Linked DNA regions of Oryctolagus cuniculus: region 2 is linked to region 1. The links are chromatin contacts, called in public Hi-C maps. All regions are on one chromosome and are shown on one strand. Each heading gives the region's core, a stretch centred on a gene start, on an enhancer-like site or on the middle of the called end of the contact. The rest is flanking DNA. Distances are from core to core; before and after follow the strand shown. Region 1 holds the start of RPS14 (ribosomal protein S14). Region 2 overlaps NDST1 (N-deacetylase and N-sulfotransferase 1).

Region 1 (7,021 bases), core at 3,068-5,567:
CCTCAGGCAGCCAGTTCACAGGACCAGGCTGCCTCCGTCCTCATCAGGGGCTGCCACAGTCCCTCTTCCCCGCGCTCTAAAGCAATGCACTGACTGCTGCTTTACAGGCACCTGGGGCCCGGTCAAACCCAGACAGGAGGAAGCCATCAAAAACCCCTGGGTGGCTGCCACATGAAGAACACAGACTACAGGACGGCTGACACGATGGCAATTTATTAACAGAAAACAATCTGGGGAGTCCTGTTCACAGGCGGCGACCACGGCGACCCCCCTTCCTGCGGGTGCTGTCGGAGGGGATGGGGGTGACATCCTCTGTGGGAATGAAAAGAAGCCATCAGTGCCTGGAGCTAGAGGGGGATGAGCCCAGGCCTCTCCAGGCCAGTGGGCTGCACAAACAGCATTGAATCCTGCCTTCTTTGGTACAAGAACCCCAGTCCAGCACAGATGAAGGGGAAGCAGCCTCATGTGTGACTCCCTCCATTTTCTGATTTGTTCCCCACATGCTTTCCAGAAGGTGAAACAGGCCCTGAGATGGTGTGTAGGGTCAGAAGACCTGTCCAGGTCTCTGCCCTCCAGCCCGCTCACTCTCCTGAAGACAGAGCTTAAAAGCGATAAAAGAAGCTTGGAAGTCAGGACTTTAGGATGAGGGGTCAGTACACACTGCTGCCACCTACAGACAGGGATGGGCGCTACATGGGGCCAGGCGACCACAGACGGAGGGTGTCAGTGGCAGCTACTACCTGTCCCCTGCCACTTCCGGCCGCCACAGCTAGCACGCCGCATTAGTCGCAGGCAGAGACCAGGGATACAGAAGTCCCGCGATGCAAGATACGGCCACTCAAATGGCAACAGCAACGCCCGGGACATGCTGGGAAGGATTCCTTTCCCCTTCCAAGCTTGGCACCAAAGTGTGCGGCAGACTCGGAATGAAATGAGCTGTCCCAAAGCAGAAGCGCAGGGCAGAGCCCGGGAGAGACCAATCTCACTGCTTACAGTCAGCAGACCAGGCCCTGCACCCACCAGGCACATCACATGCTTTTGGGGGTCAAAGTTTCAAAACAAATCCAAGCATTAACTAAAACAGGGCACTTACCAATTCGCCCGATTTTCATACCCGAGCGGGCAAGGGCTCTGAGAGCCGACTGGGCCCCAGGTCCAGGGGTCTTTGTCCTAGGAAATGAAGGTTTAAGTTTAAAAACCTTGGTCAAGTCATGGGGCGTTCTCTTGCCTAAGATTCCACAAATGTCTGGGTCAGGGATCCACGGTCAATAGTGGGCCACTAACAGTTTCTGTTGCACACTTCACACCACCCTCTCCCTCACTCATGACCAAGTTTGGTATCACCAAGACCTTTCCCCTGCAGTATTCTTGCTGGAAGTCTCCCATTTCCTGGTTTATCATTTAGGCTTAAGGTCTATGTCATCACCAAAATTTGCCACAATTGGAAAACCACACACCTGTTCTGTGGTGTTTAAAATTGGGTCCCCCCACCCACCTAGGTGCCACACACAGGGCAGTGAGTACTTGGTATGCAGCATGTACCTATAAACACAGGAGGTGCTTGGGGGTAGGAGAGTGTGCTAATAAAACACTTGCGCTGATGGTCCCAACTGAAAAGACCAAGGCCCACACTGCTCCTCTGGATGCCCTGGTGCTGAATGAAGCCTGGCCCCAGCCCTGTGACCTACCTATTTCCTCCTGTGGCCCGGAGCTTGATGTGGAGGGCGGTGATGCCCAGCTCCTTGCACCTCTGAGCTACATCCTGGGCGGCCAACATGGCAGCGTATGGCGAGGACTCATCTCGGTCGGCCTTCACCTTCATGCCGCCGGTCACTCGGCAGATAGTTTCCCTGCACACAAAGGCACAGTTACTTCTTTTCATGCAAGAACTCACCGAGTGCTTACGCTGTCCTAACAAGCAAAGAGCACCACAGCTCAGGTGGGCAGAGGATGACAGCCAACGCGAGCACAAATCCCGACCCGGACAAGACTGTGCAAGGCTCTGCTTTCATGGGTCTCACAGCCTAGCAGGGCTGGAAGACTCAAGACAGCTCAATTGTTATTAACACCATACTTTTATTTATTTCTGCACTTAACCATCAAAATTACCCCACGAATTAGCCACCAATATTCGCTTTATGAATGAGGAAATGAAATCAGTGTGAGTGATAAGTCACAAAACCTTGTTAATGGCCATGTGAACCTGTACCCAGGGCAGGCTTCCAGTATTCAAGGACAACTTGAAGAAATGAGAAAGTTCCAAGAAACTGGGGGCCTAGCACCCCTCCTCCCGTAACTCCAGCCGGTACTCACTTGCCAGAAAGATCAGTGACGTGGACGAAGGTGTCATTGAAGGACGCGAAGATGTGGCAGACACCGAAGACATTCTCCCCCTCAGCCACCTGCGGCCCAAGGCTGATGACCTGTTCCTCCTTCTTTTCCTTCCCCTTGCGAGGTGCCATTGCTGAACAGGAAGACAACTTCAGGATTAGTAAGACAAAAGCTGCCAGAAACCCCTTTCCCTGGCTGTCAAAGCAAACTCCAAGTTTGCTCCTGGGTCTCCATCTCCCCTGCACCCAAGGCTGGGCTCTACTCTCATCTCTGCCTCACTAAACCCCAATTCTCCCTGTACTTAGGGGATGTCAACTGATGGCTAAAAAGCCAAGCACAGCAGGCAAGGGCCTCCGAAATATACACAGCACAAGCACTTACTGGTCACTGCACAACTCCAGTCTGAACAACCACTCTGCAAGCCTACGCCTCTCTCTGGGCCTCAGTTTCCCACAAAGAAGCTGAGGAACGTCTGGTGATTTGCTCAGGGCGAAACAGCCAGTCAGGTGCGAAGCACAGAGCAGAACCTGCTCAGGAGGGCTCTGGGTCTCCTGATCCCTGGATACTATTCAAAGGTCAGGCTCCATCAGTCTGCATTATGAGACTGGGGGGACACATACACACACAACCCGTGTTGTGAGTCAAAGCCTCAAAGATCACAAAACACAGGGAGGCCAAGGGCACTGCCTGTCCTTGCACTGAGGGAGGCTGTCTTGAAGGCTTCCTGAGAAAGCCCACTGCCCGAATCCTGCACCAGCTCCTCAGTGCAGCACCCGAGGGCTCCTCATGGGCACAGCCCTCAAGCCTCATCTCCTACGCCTCCCCTGCTCCTCCAAAAACCAACCTAAAAGCTCCTCTTGGGGAACTTATCTCGACACCCTCCCACAACCAAAGTTTAGGGCCAAATCCTTGCATTTTCACTAGCACCAAAAAGGCAAAGAAACATGTCTGTTAGGAAGGCTATCGAAAAAGATCCATTCCAGAAACTCAATACTGAGACCAAGTGCTGAGCTCAGGTGGACAACGTTAGCGGCTTCCACCCACAGACCAGAAATTGCCAGCACCACCCGAGTACGGCGAAGGTGCCGCAAGGGTCCACTTGGAGAAGCCTACAGGGCCGAGTAGCTTTCATGAAGGATGCGTGAACCACAGCCATGGGACTAACTACCGGCTGATGCCAACCGGCATTTCTCTGACCTCAACGTCGCCCTGCACTGGAGACCAGAACGAGCCTCTCGAGTTATTAACGCGTGGCGGGGGACGTGCAGTCCCTACCTTCAGTTTCCGCCTCCCAGAGACTCGCCCTGAGTGCCTACAACACGCAACGTGCCTGACTCGGCGACAAGTCACCCCGATGCGGAAGGCGTGCGTGACCCCGTGCCGGCGTCCCCACGGAATTCATTCCCAAGGGTCCACGACAAGATCGGTGCTACCGTGATTCCCATTCACCAGGTAAGGAGACAGACTCGAGGAGAGGCGCGGGCATGGGGTACCCGGGACGAAACTGAGTCCAGACCAGAGCTTCCAAAATCCGCAGGGGCCCAGCTCCCCTCACCACGCTGTGAGGATGCTCAAACGTGGGTAAGGCAGAGGCACCGCACCCAGACATAAAGGGCTGGATCCACACGCACCCCCTAACCCCATAAGCTCCTCCCTGAAATCAGCCGGCCGCCTTCCGACACACGGCGCAAAATCGATCCCGGCCGGGGCGGGCTCCGGGCCGGCCGCTAGCGCGTCTGTCCCCCGCCATCTGGCCCGGTCCCCGCAAATACACCCCAACCCAGCGCCTCTAACCCCGCCGAGCCTACCAGCCGCAGGATGGAGCTCGATTGTCCAGGCCGGGAACTCTTACCTGCGCGTCTTCGCCGGACTCCGCTACCGGAAAGAGAAGGAAGGAGCGGGAGGGGCCTCGGATCACTTCCGTGTCCCGGAAGTGTACCTCCGGGGTCACGGGGCGAGGTGGAGTCACCGAGCCAGAGCGGCTCCCGGAAGACACCGCCTGTGTGTTTTCCGAAGAGATTAAGGTTGCCCTAGGGAAAGACGTTTAACTTAAGGGACAGCGAAAGGAGGCAGAGGGCTGGGCGTCGCTGCGAGCAGGTTTGCCTACGCGACTGCACGCAGCCGACACGTCCTCCGGGCGAGGCGGGCCCGTGTCCCAAGATGGCGGTGGCGCGGTTAGATGACTTCCGCCGCCGTGACTCCGACCCTGACAGCCTGGGCGCTGCAGCGCGCCTCGTGGTGCGGAGGGGAATAGCAACAACAAAGCGCCTTAATCGTATCCCTTTCTCCTACTGTGTACTTGGCAAAATAAGAAAACTTATCTGCTAACCTGGGTAAGCAGTTTATATATGTTGCTTCCTTTCATTCTCACATTATCGAACAGATGCTGATTTCTCGTTTACGGATAAGGGCTGCTGAGCTGACACATTGGTGGTACATTTGGGATTCTGCCACTAAAGCCCGAGTAGATGGAAATATAGAGGAGCTGAGGCGTGCACTTAGCAGAGATGGGCATCTGTTGCAGATACAGACGCACATACGTATATACATATGCATATGGAACATCTATATATGGAATGTATGCAGCGCATAATAAATCAGCGACCATGAGGACCAGCGCTGTGGCGCAGTGCCTTAAGCCGCCACCTGCCATGTTCCTGTCCCGGCTGCTTCACTTCGATGCAGGTCCCTGCTGATGGCCTGGGAAAGGCAGGAAGATGGCCCAGGTGCCTGGGCCCCTCACACCCCTGTGTGAAACCCAGAGGAAGCTCCTGCCGCCTGTCTTTGGCCTGGCTCAGTCCCTCTGTAACTCTTTCAATAGATAAGTAAATCTTAAAACAAAAGAAAACAGAAAAAAACTATTACCTAAATTGAGCTGAAGTCATTCAGAGAAGGGTCAATTCCCAAAAAGCTATATGCTGTTCTGCATGATCACATTTATTTTTTTAAAAGATTTTATTTATTTGAGAGGTAGAGTTACAGCAGTGAGAGGCAGAGAGAGAGAGAAAGGTCTTCCAACTGCTGGTTCACTCCCCAATTGGCCGCAATGGCCAGAGTTGCACCTATCCGTAGCCAGAAGCCAGGAGCATCTTCCGGGTCTCCCACGCAGGTGCAGGGTCCCAAGGACTTGGACCATCTACTGCTGCTTTCCCAGGCCACAGCAGAGAGCTGGATTGGGAGAGGAGCAGCCAGGACTAGAACTAGCGCCCATATGGGATGCCAGCGCCGCAGGCAGAGGATTAACCTACTGAGTCACCGCACTGGCCCCTATTTTTTTTTTTTTAAGATTTATTTATTTATTTGAAAGAAGTACAGAGACAGAGATCTTCCGTCTGCTGGTATCTCCCCAAAAGACCGCAGCAGCCAGGGCTGGACTAGGCTGAATCCAGGAGCCAGCAGTGTCATTCGGGTCTCCTATGTGAGTAGCAGGGGCCAAAATACTCATGCCATCTTCTGCTGTTTTCTCAGGCCATTGGCAGGGAGCTGGATCAGAATTGGAGCAGCTGGGACTCATTCATGTGGGATGCCAGTGTGGCAGGTGGCGGTTTAACCCTCTACACCACAATGCCAGCCCTGGGAATAGTTTTGTTTTGTTTTTTAATATTTATTATTTATTCATTTGAAAGGCAAAGTTGCAGGGAGAGAGGGAGGGAGAGACAGAAAGGGATATCTTCCATTTGCTGGTTCACTCACCAAATGGCCGCAACAGCCAGAGCTGGGCCAGGCCAAAGCCAGGAGCCAGGAGCTTCTTCCAAGTCTCCCGCGTGGGTGCAGGGTCCCAAGGAGTTAGGACATCCTCCACTGTTTTCCTAGGTACATTAGCAGGGAGCTAGATTGTGAGTGCAGCAGCTGGGACTCGAACTGGGCGTCCATATGGAATTCTAGCATCGCAGGCGGAGGCTTAACCCGCTACACCACAACACCAGACCTGGAATAGTTCATTTTGAAAAATGCGGCGTGAGAGCAGGCATTTAGATTTTTGGTTAAGGTGCCTGCATCCCACATCAGAGTCCTTGAGTTCAGTTCTGACTCTAGCTACTGACTAACGTAGAACTTGGGAGGCAGCCATGATGGCTTAAGTGGCTGTCACCTATGTGGGAGACTTGGATTCCTACTGCCTCCTGGCTTTGGTCTAATAAGTTTATAGAAAAATGAAATTAAACGATAACTGTACTTTTTAGATGTAGTGTCTTTTTTCCCCTTTATGAAAGTAATTACATGGCTGGCGTTGTGACATAGTGGATTAAACTGCCACCTGCGATGCTGGCATCCCATATGGGTGCCAGTTTGAGTCCTGGCTGCTCCAGTTCTGATCCACATTCCTGCTAATGTGCCTGGGAAAGCAATGGAGGATGGCCCAAGTCCCTGGGCCCCTGCACTCACATGGGAGACTTGGAAGAAGGTCCTGGCTACTGGCCTTGGTTTGGCTGAATCCCAGCCATTGCAGCCACTTGGGAAGTGAACCAGTGGATGGAAGATTCTCTGTGTGTCTAACTCTGCCTTTCAAATAAAATAAATATTTTTTTAAAAAGTTATTATAGGGGCTGGCACTGCAGTGTCAGTATTCCATATGGGAACCAGTTTGAGTCCCAGCTGCTCCATTTCCGATCCAGCTCTCTGCTGTGTCCTGGGAAGGATGGCCAAGTCGTTGGGCCCCTGCACCTATGTGGGAGATCCGGAAGAAGCTCCT
Region 2 (7,021 bases), core at 1,148-3,647, 78 kb after region 1:
TGTGCGCCTTTTAACTGCAGCAGGGACACAGCCTTGAAAAAGGGATGGATAGGAGGGGTTGGGGACAGTTCTTGGGAGAATGTGCCCCAGAACTGTTAACAGCTGGAAGCAGAAGTTGGAATTGGTGGCAGTCCCATAGTTCAGCCTACACCACAGGCCAGACCCAGCCTGTGGTCTGTTTTTGTCAATAAAGTTTTATTGGCACACAGCCATGCTCACTGTTATGTGTGTCTAGCGTTGCTTCTGTGCTGCAACAGCAGAGTGGAGGGTTGCAGTAGAAATCAGGACGTACTCACAGTCTAAAATACTTACCTAAGATCTCCAAACTGTAAGAAGCTGTTCCTGACCCCTGGTTCCGACACAACTCATCCAGTTAAATTCAGCAAGTGTGTTTCAGTTCTGTCGAGTGCCAAGCTTACAGTTGGGCATTTTGCCAGGCTCTGTGGGGGTCGCAGAACCAGCCGGAAGCTGCCCTTGCCTGTCAGCAGCTCTGGGGCTGAGGTGGGGATATGACAAGGACACGTGTAGGTGTTACACCTCTAGCAGGGCTGTGAGGGCCGCTGGTTGGGTCTGTACCCCACCACCCTCACATGCTTCCCCTTTTGTTCTAGGACCCCTGCGAGGACAAACGCCACAAGGACATCTGGTCCAAGGAGAAGACATGTGACCGCTTCCCCAAGCTACTCATCATCGGCCCCCAGAAAACAGGCAGGTCTCCCCCTGACCAGGCCCCTGCTGCCTGCTGCTGCAGCCCCGGGACTTTGGGGACCACCTTGCTCCCACTGCCCAGGGATCTCGGGCCCTCTCCCAGGGAGCAGGAGTGAGGTTGGGGGAACACAAATTGCCTGTGTGTATGGGGGCGGGGAGGCGTGAAGGATGGGCCGTGGACTTTCCCTGTTTGTTCTGATTGCAGCCTCACAAAGCTCTCCCAGTAGCCTCTCAGGAGTCTCTGGATCTAAGCAGGGAAGGAAGCCCAGATCAGTTTCTCTGCAAGTTTGAGCCAGGCAGAATTGTTTTTGTGCAAAGAGGATGGTGATCAATTAGTCATGTCTGCCAGTGGTGCTGATCATTGGCCACCCACATGACCCTGTAAGGTACAGACGGGTGTTCCTGTTTCACAGAGAAGAAACTCAGGGGTCAGAGAACACACTCAGGAAAAGCACTTCCAGATCATGGGCTCTGGAGTCCGAGACCTCTGCAGGTTATGCTCTTTTTTTTTTTTTTTTTTAGATTTATTTTATTTATTTGAAAGAAAGAGAGACAGGGAGAGAGGTCCTCCATCTGCTGGTTCATTCCCCAAAGGGCTTGGCTCCTATCTGAAACTGGGAGTCAGGAGCTTCTTCCAGGGCTCACACACGGGTGCAGGGGCCCAAGGACTTGGGCCATCCTCTGCTGCATTCCCAGGTGCATTTGCAGAGAGCTGGATAGGAAATGGAGCAGCCAGGACTCGAACCGGTGCCCATATGGGATGCCGACGCTGCATGCTGGGGCTTTAACCCACTGTGCCACAGCACTGGCCCCGAGCTTATACTCCTAGTCACCATGCTGCAGCCCTTTCTCTTGGGGCCTTCTCACTGCAGCATATAACAACAGATGCACACCACAGGGCACGAGTGAGCCAGCTCTCCAGGAGAGGAAAGGGAAGAGGCATAGCAGGAGGTGACCCGGAGACCGTACCCAGGAGCTGGATTCCTTGGCTCTTCAAGAATTTTACAGCCTCAGAGCTGGAGAACCTGAGCTCCTCCCAGGGCCAGAGAGGAAAGTCCAGAGCTGGTGACGGCAGCAGAGAGCACCCTGATCTGGGCTTCTGGGGAGACAGCAGGCAATTGGATGTGCCACTGGAGTACTGTGGTGAGAAGGATTCTGAGACCACATCCTTGTTGAGCATGAAGAGTGCTTTGATGGATTAGCGATGTCTGCAAGGGGCACAGCAGTTGGAATGTCCACACACATGCCATAGATTGGCCATCCTGAATTTAGTATAATTTCTTCATTGTACAGATAAGCAAACTAAGGCCCAAAGAAGGGAAGGGATTTGCCCAGGACCTCCCAGTGGGTAAGGGAGAACCAGGGTCAGAACTCAGACTCCATCTGTGGGGGGCTGGGCCCTGGCTCTCAGCTGCCCCGCTGCCCGCAGGCACCACGGCCCTCTACCTGTTCCTGGGCATGCACCCCGACCTCAGCAGCAACTACCCGAGCTCGGAGACCTTTGAGGAGATCCAGTTTTTTAACGGCCACAACTATCATAAAGGCATCGACTGGTGAGTGGGCGCATCTGTCCTGCAGCACGCCAAGGCCGTCGCGGGGCCTCTGGGGAGCTCTGCCGTGGCCACAGCAGGAAGCAGCTGGCGCCTGCTCACACGCAGCTGAAGTTCCTGTAAACAGGGACACGGCATGGTGACCCTGGAGTCGTGTGAGAGCCTCACAGACAGGACGCCAATGAGGCTCTGTGCGTCATCCACCCATGGCCAGCCCCTCCCTTGCTTGCACAGAAGCAGGCTGAGTCCTGGTTGGGGGGGAGGGGGCACGTCCAAGTTCCCAAGGTCTGCTGGGGACAGGGCAGGGGCCAAGCCCTGGATGTTCTGCCGGAGGAGCTGGCTGACGTGGAGCAGAAGGTGTTCTGGGCCCCCTCAGAGGCAACTCCGTGGCCTGCAGGATGTCACCTGCTTCCCACCTGGACCTGTATGCAGAGGCTGTGTTGAGGGAGAGTGGAATGGCTTTTTCTCTCCCAGTTTTCAATTTGCATCTTCTCCCCCACTTGCCTTTTTAAATCTTGTATGTGTATTACTGTTGCTATGTTACTGTCAACAGAGTACCTGGCTGGTATCTTATCTGTCACTTCTGTGTTCGTCTGTCTGTCTGGCTTTGTGTACCTGTCCATGTATCTATGTCTGCTATCTCTTATCTAAAACCCACTGTGGCCACGTGTATTCTTGGAAGTCAGCATTGATCAGATTGTAGAAAGGTAATGTGTGCAAAGCTGTCTGCTTACGCAATATCTTCGGCAGGGCCTGGGCAGCACCCTATTAGCAAGTACATTAACATGTCTGTAACCAAGTAGGCGAGTGTTTCCAGGAAGGAAGGTTAGTACCTCAGGATTTGCACAAAGCATCTGTTTTCAGAGCTTTCTCAGTTTAGATTTTACAAAGCATTGTGGGCAGAGAAAGTTCAGGAAGGTGAGAGAGAACACGACTGCTTGGCCGCATTGCCCGGATTCTGGTTTTGTAGGTGGGTGTAAGGTAGAATGCAAGAATCCAACAGGTCCCAGGTGTTGCTTGCTTGCCTGCCTTCAGGATTGATAGATTTGTCTGAAAGGCAGAGTGACAGAGAGAGGAAGAGACAGGGATCTTCCATCCATTGGTTCACTCCCTAGATGGCCAGCACTGTGCCAGGCTGGAGCCAGGAGCCAGGAGATAGGAGCATCAGCCAGGAGCTAGATCAGAAATGGAGCAGCCAGGACTCCAACTGGTGCCCCTGTGGAATGCCGGTGTCGCACGCACCCCAGGTGTTTCTGGTTGGGGAGTCTTCAGGACCACCCTAGAGAAACCCTCGAACCCTCGTCTTTTAATTAGGATGGGCTTTACCTCCCACCCACCCCAAGTCATGCTCTGATTTTGCACCAGTCAGTGCTGTTAGGAGGCCTGGAGCGATCTTTTTTTTTTTTTTTTTTTTTTTTTTTTAAGGTTTTTATTTATTTACTTGAAAGTCAAAGTTACACAGAGAGAAGTAGAAGCAGAGAGAGAAAGAGAGAGGTTTTCCATCCACTGGTTTACTTCCCAGATGGCCGCAACTGCTGGAGCTGGGCCAATCTGAAGCCAGGAGCTTCTTCGGGGTCTCCCACGCGGGTGCAGGGGCCCAAGGACTTGGGCCATCTTCTACTGCCTTCCTAGGCCACAGCAGAGAGCTGGATTGGAAGTGGAGCAGCCAGGACTTGAACCGGCCCCCATATGGGATGTTGGCACTGCAGGTGGCAGTTTACCTACTACCTCACAGCGCCGGCCCCTGGCGTGATCATTTATTCTTCCCAGGGGCCCTGAACCCAGAGGTGGTAGGTGAGGCATGAGTTGTTTTTGGTTTTGTTTTTTTTTTGAGACATCAATCTTGAGAGCTGTGCTCACCCATGGCAGCCTGGGGAGAGGGTGAGTGGTAGGAGGTGAGTGCTGCTCCCTTGCCCCTGGTCCAAAGTGACAGCCACCAAAGGTCAGGAAGGAAACTGCCCTCTGCCAGCGGTCTGTGGTCCTGAGGTGGTTCTGCTTTGAGCCCAAGCTCGCCCCCTAGAGGCGAAGAGAGGTAGCGCCTTGTCAGTTGAGCAGTGGGAGCATCCTATGGGCAGATCCTGGCATTTAGGAGGGAATTCCATTCTCCATCCCCATGCCCTGCAACCTGCAGGGTCTCCAGGTCCTCCTGGCCCCACGGCTCCCCTGGGAAGGCAACAGAGCAGAGAGGCTGCCAAGCGGCCATGCCAACAGCAGTCCTTAGGCCCCACCTGTTCTCAGAGGAAGTCCCAGCCGGCGACCCTCACCTCCTCATGCTAGCCCCCCCCCCCCCCATATTCCTTCCTCATGGTCTTGCCTGGGTATCCTGCAGGTACATGGAGTTCTTCCCCATCCCTTCCAACACCACCTCCGACTTCTACTTTGAGAAGAGCGCCAACTACTTCGATTCCGAAGTGGCGCCCCGGCGGGCGGCCGCCCTATTGCCCAAGGCCAAGATCCTGACCATCCTCATCAACCCGGCAGACCGGGCCTATTCCTGGTACCAGGTGAGCGGGGTGGGGCGGAAGTCCCTGAGTGGAAGGTGCAGGCCATGTCTGCCACAGTTGCTTGCTAAGCACCTTCCGTGTACAGCCCTGAGCGAGGCACCTGCTGTGAGCTGGCAGGTGGAGCCAGCTGGCCTGGTAGAGGAGACAGTCAGAAATTGATGCCCACTCGTCTGGTGTCTTGTGGGGTCCTCCCTCTGATTCTGACCCCAATAAGAAATGGAGGTGGACTCAGGCTGGAGGAAGCCTGGATCTGATGGACAGTGACTGTAGCTTCCTCACTGGACACTGGGATAGGGGGAGCTGGAACTCAGAGAAGGGCAAGGCCCAGGCCCTGTCGTCCACTCAGGCCAGGCAGCCCCTGCCCTGTGACACATCACAGAGGTGCAAAGAGGGCATGCATCCCAGTCCCTGCGGGAAGTGTTTAAGAAAAGAACTGTCTCAACTCCCCAGACCTGAGTGCCAGTCCCCTGGGCCTGTAGGAAAGCTTGTGAGCGAGGGGAGTCCCTTCCCTGCCACCAGTCTTCCTGGGCTGTGCCACTGCTGAGTACATGCAGTGATTCCCAGGTGGGGCCCTGGCGGGCAGAGGACGAGACTGCTGTCCTGATCAACTCAGCACCAGCTGTCTTCTGGGGGTGGGAAGACCTGGGTGTAGCCTGTGCTTTCCTGGGAAGTGTCCATTCTCCTGGCCAGGACAGCCTCTTGAGTCACCTTTGGGAGCATCTTGCCACCCTGTTCCTTTGGGGACTGTGGTGTCTAGTCCCCCTCTGGGGTCCCCGGCAGGAAGCAAGTGCAGGCCGTCTTTGCTGCTGGCCCCACAGCTCTCTGTCCGATCATCCCATCTCTCCCTGAGCCAAGTGGGGCGCCCTCTCTTCCTCTTGTTCTCTAGAAATTTTGTTTATGCCCTGAGCTCTGCCTTTTTTTTTTTTTTTTTAAAGATTTATTTATCTATTTGAAAGACAGAGTTACAGAGAGAGGTAGAGACAGAGAGAGAGGTCTTCCATCCGCTGGTTCACTCCCCAACTGGCCACATCAGCCGGAGCTGCGCCAAATCCAAAGCCAGGAGCCAGGAGCTTCTTCCAAATCTCCCACGTGGGTGCAGGGGCCCAAGGACTTGGTCCATCTTCCACTGCTTTCCCATGCATGTTATCAGGGAGCTAGATTCAAGTGGAGCAGCTGGGACTCGACCCGGTGCCCATATGGGATGCCAGCACTGCAGGCCAGGGTTTTAACCCACTGCGCCACAGCTCCGGCCCTGAGATCTGCCTTTCTTATGGGCGTTGTCTTTTGGGGAATAAAACCCCAGAAACACTCGTAGCCCTTTTTTCTTTTCTGCTGTGCCAGGTCCCGGTTCTCTGCTCTGGCTGCCTCGTGGCAGGGAGTGATAAATGCAGGGGTAGAGGGAACCTCCATGGGTTGAGCCAGCCTGTGTTCAACATAGTGGCAGGGCTCCACACGTGCCACCTCGCTGGAGCCTCAGAGCAGCTGGCTAGGGGGCAGAGGGGTGTGTGTGGGGGGGTCCATCCCCCTTTCTCACCGATGGTTTCATTAAGTTTTGTTATGTGGCATTTTGGTGGGGTTTTTTTCTTATGTTTATTTATTTGAAAGGCAGAGCAGCAGAGAGGGACACACACACACACATCTTCCATCATGTAGTTCTCTCCCCAAATAGCCACAGTAGCCAGGGCTGGGCCAGGCTGAAGCCAGGAACCAGAAACTCATACCAGGTTTCCCACATCGGTGGCAGGAACCCAAGTACTTGAGCCACTATCTGCCACCTGCTAGCGTGTACATTAGCAGGAAACTGGATGAGAAGCCGAGTAGCCAGGATCCCAACCAGGAACTCCAGTATGGGACGGTGTCCCAAGCAGTGGCTTAAGCCAGCGTGCCCCAGCACCTGCCCCGAGGCAGTGGTTTGAACGGCTGTCTTCTCAATCCAAGGCCCTGTTCTGTGCTGCCCTGGGCTGTGGGTTGGCTGGTGTGACAGGGTGTCCCCTGTGGGCTGGTCCTGGAGCACTGAAATTTGGGAATTCGGCGGACGCTGATGGCCCACAGCGCTGTCATAGGAGACTCAGGCTGGCCCTCTCCCCCTGACGGTGCTGCTTTCCCAATCCTTCGGAGTCTTGCAAAGGAGAAACGTGTGGTTTGGCGCAAGTGACTCCTGCAGCTGTTCCGACATTGCTAAGCTCCGTTTTCAGCGCAAGGCTCTAGGCTGGAGTGCACGTTGGTTCGTGGCTGGCACTGAGGAACACTGCCTCGGGT

What was found. Hi-C and Micro-C count contacts between places; a contact is called where the count stands out from the background.
Region 2: a Hi-C map of embryonic fibroblasts shows a contact between it and region 1, with 3 times the contacts expected there. The contact joins the enhancer-like site here to the promoter of RPS14 in region 1. A contact is called at or near these places in 4 of 6 Hi-C or Micro-C datasets (ear pinna, embryonic fibroblasts, psoas muscle and 1 more).

The regions. Positions count from the first base shown.
Region 1 is chr6:37,709,130-37,716,150 of mOryCun1.1, forward strand. RPS14 (ribosomal protein S14) reads right to left here and starts at 4,318. Exons shown (of 5, transcript XM_002710308.4): 1 at 4,184-4,318; 2 at 2,314-2,464; 3 at 1,689-1,850; 4 at 1,094-1,170; 5 at 195-312. The coding sequence starts at 2,462. The coding sequence ends at 245. NDST1 (N-deacetylase and N-sulfotransferase 1) reads left to right here and starts at 4,529. Exons shown (of 15, transcript XM_051843523.2): 1 at 4,529-4,664.
Region 2 is chr6:37,789,119-37,796,139 of mOryCun1.1, forward strand. It overlaps NDST1 (N-deacetylase and N-sulfotransferase 1), which reads left to right. Exons shown (of 15, transcript XM_051843523.2): 9 at 612-708; 10 at 2,120-2,261; 11 at 4,588-4,762. Among named protein-coding and RNA genes, the nearest start is that of SYNPO, 49 kb to the right of the region's middle. Within about 2 kb of position 2,398, at least 1 of the 8 cell types and tissues checked has an H3K27ac peak or open chromatin away from gene starts, as enhancers often do.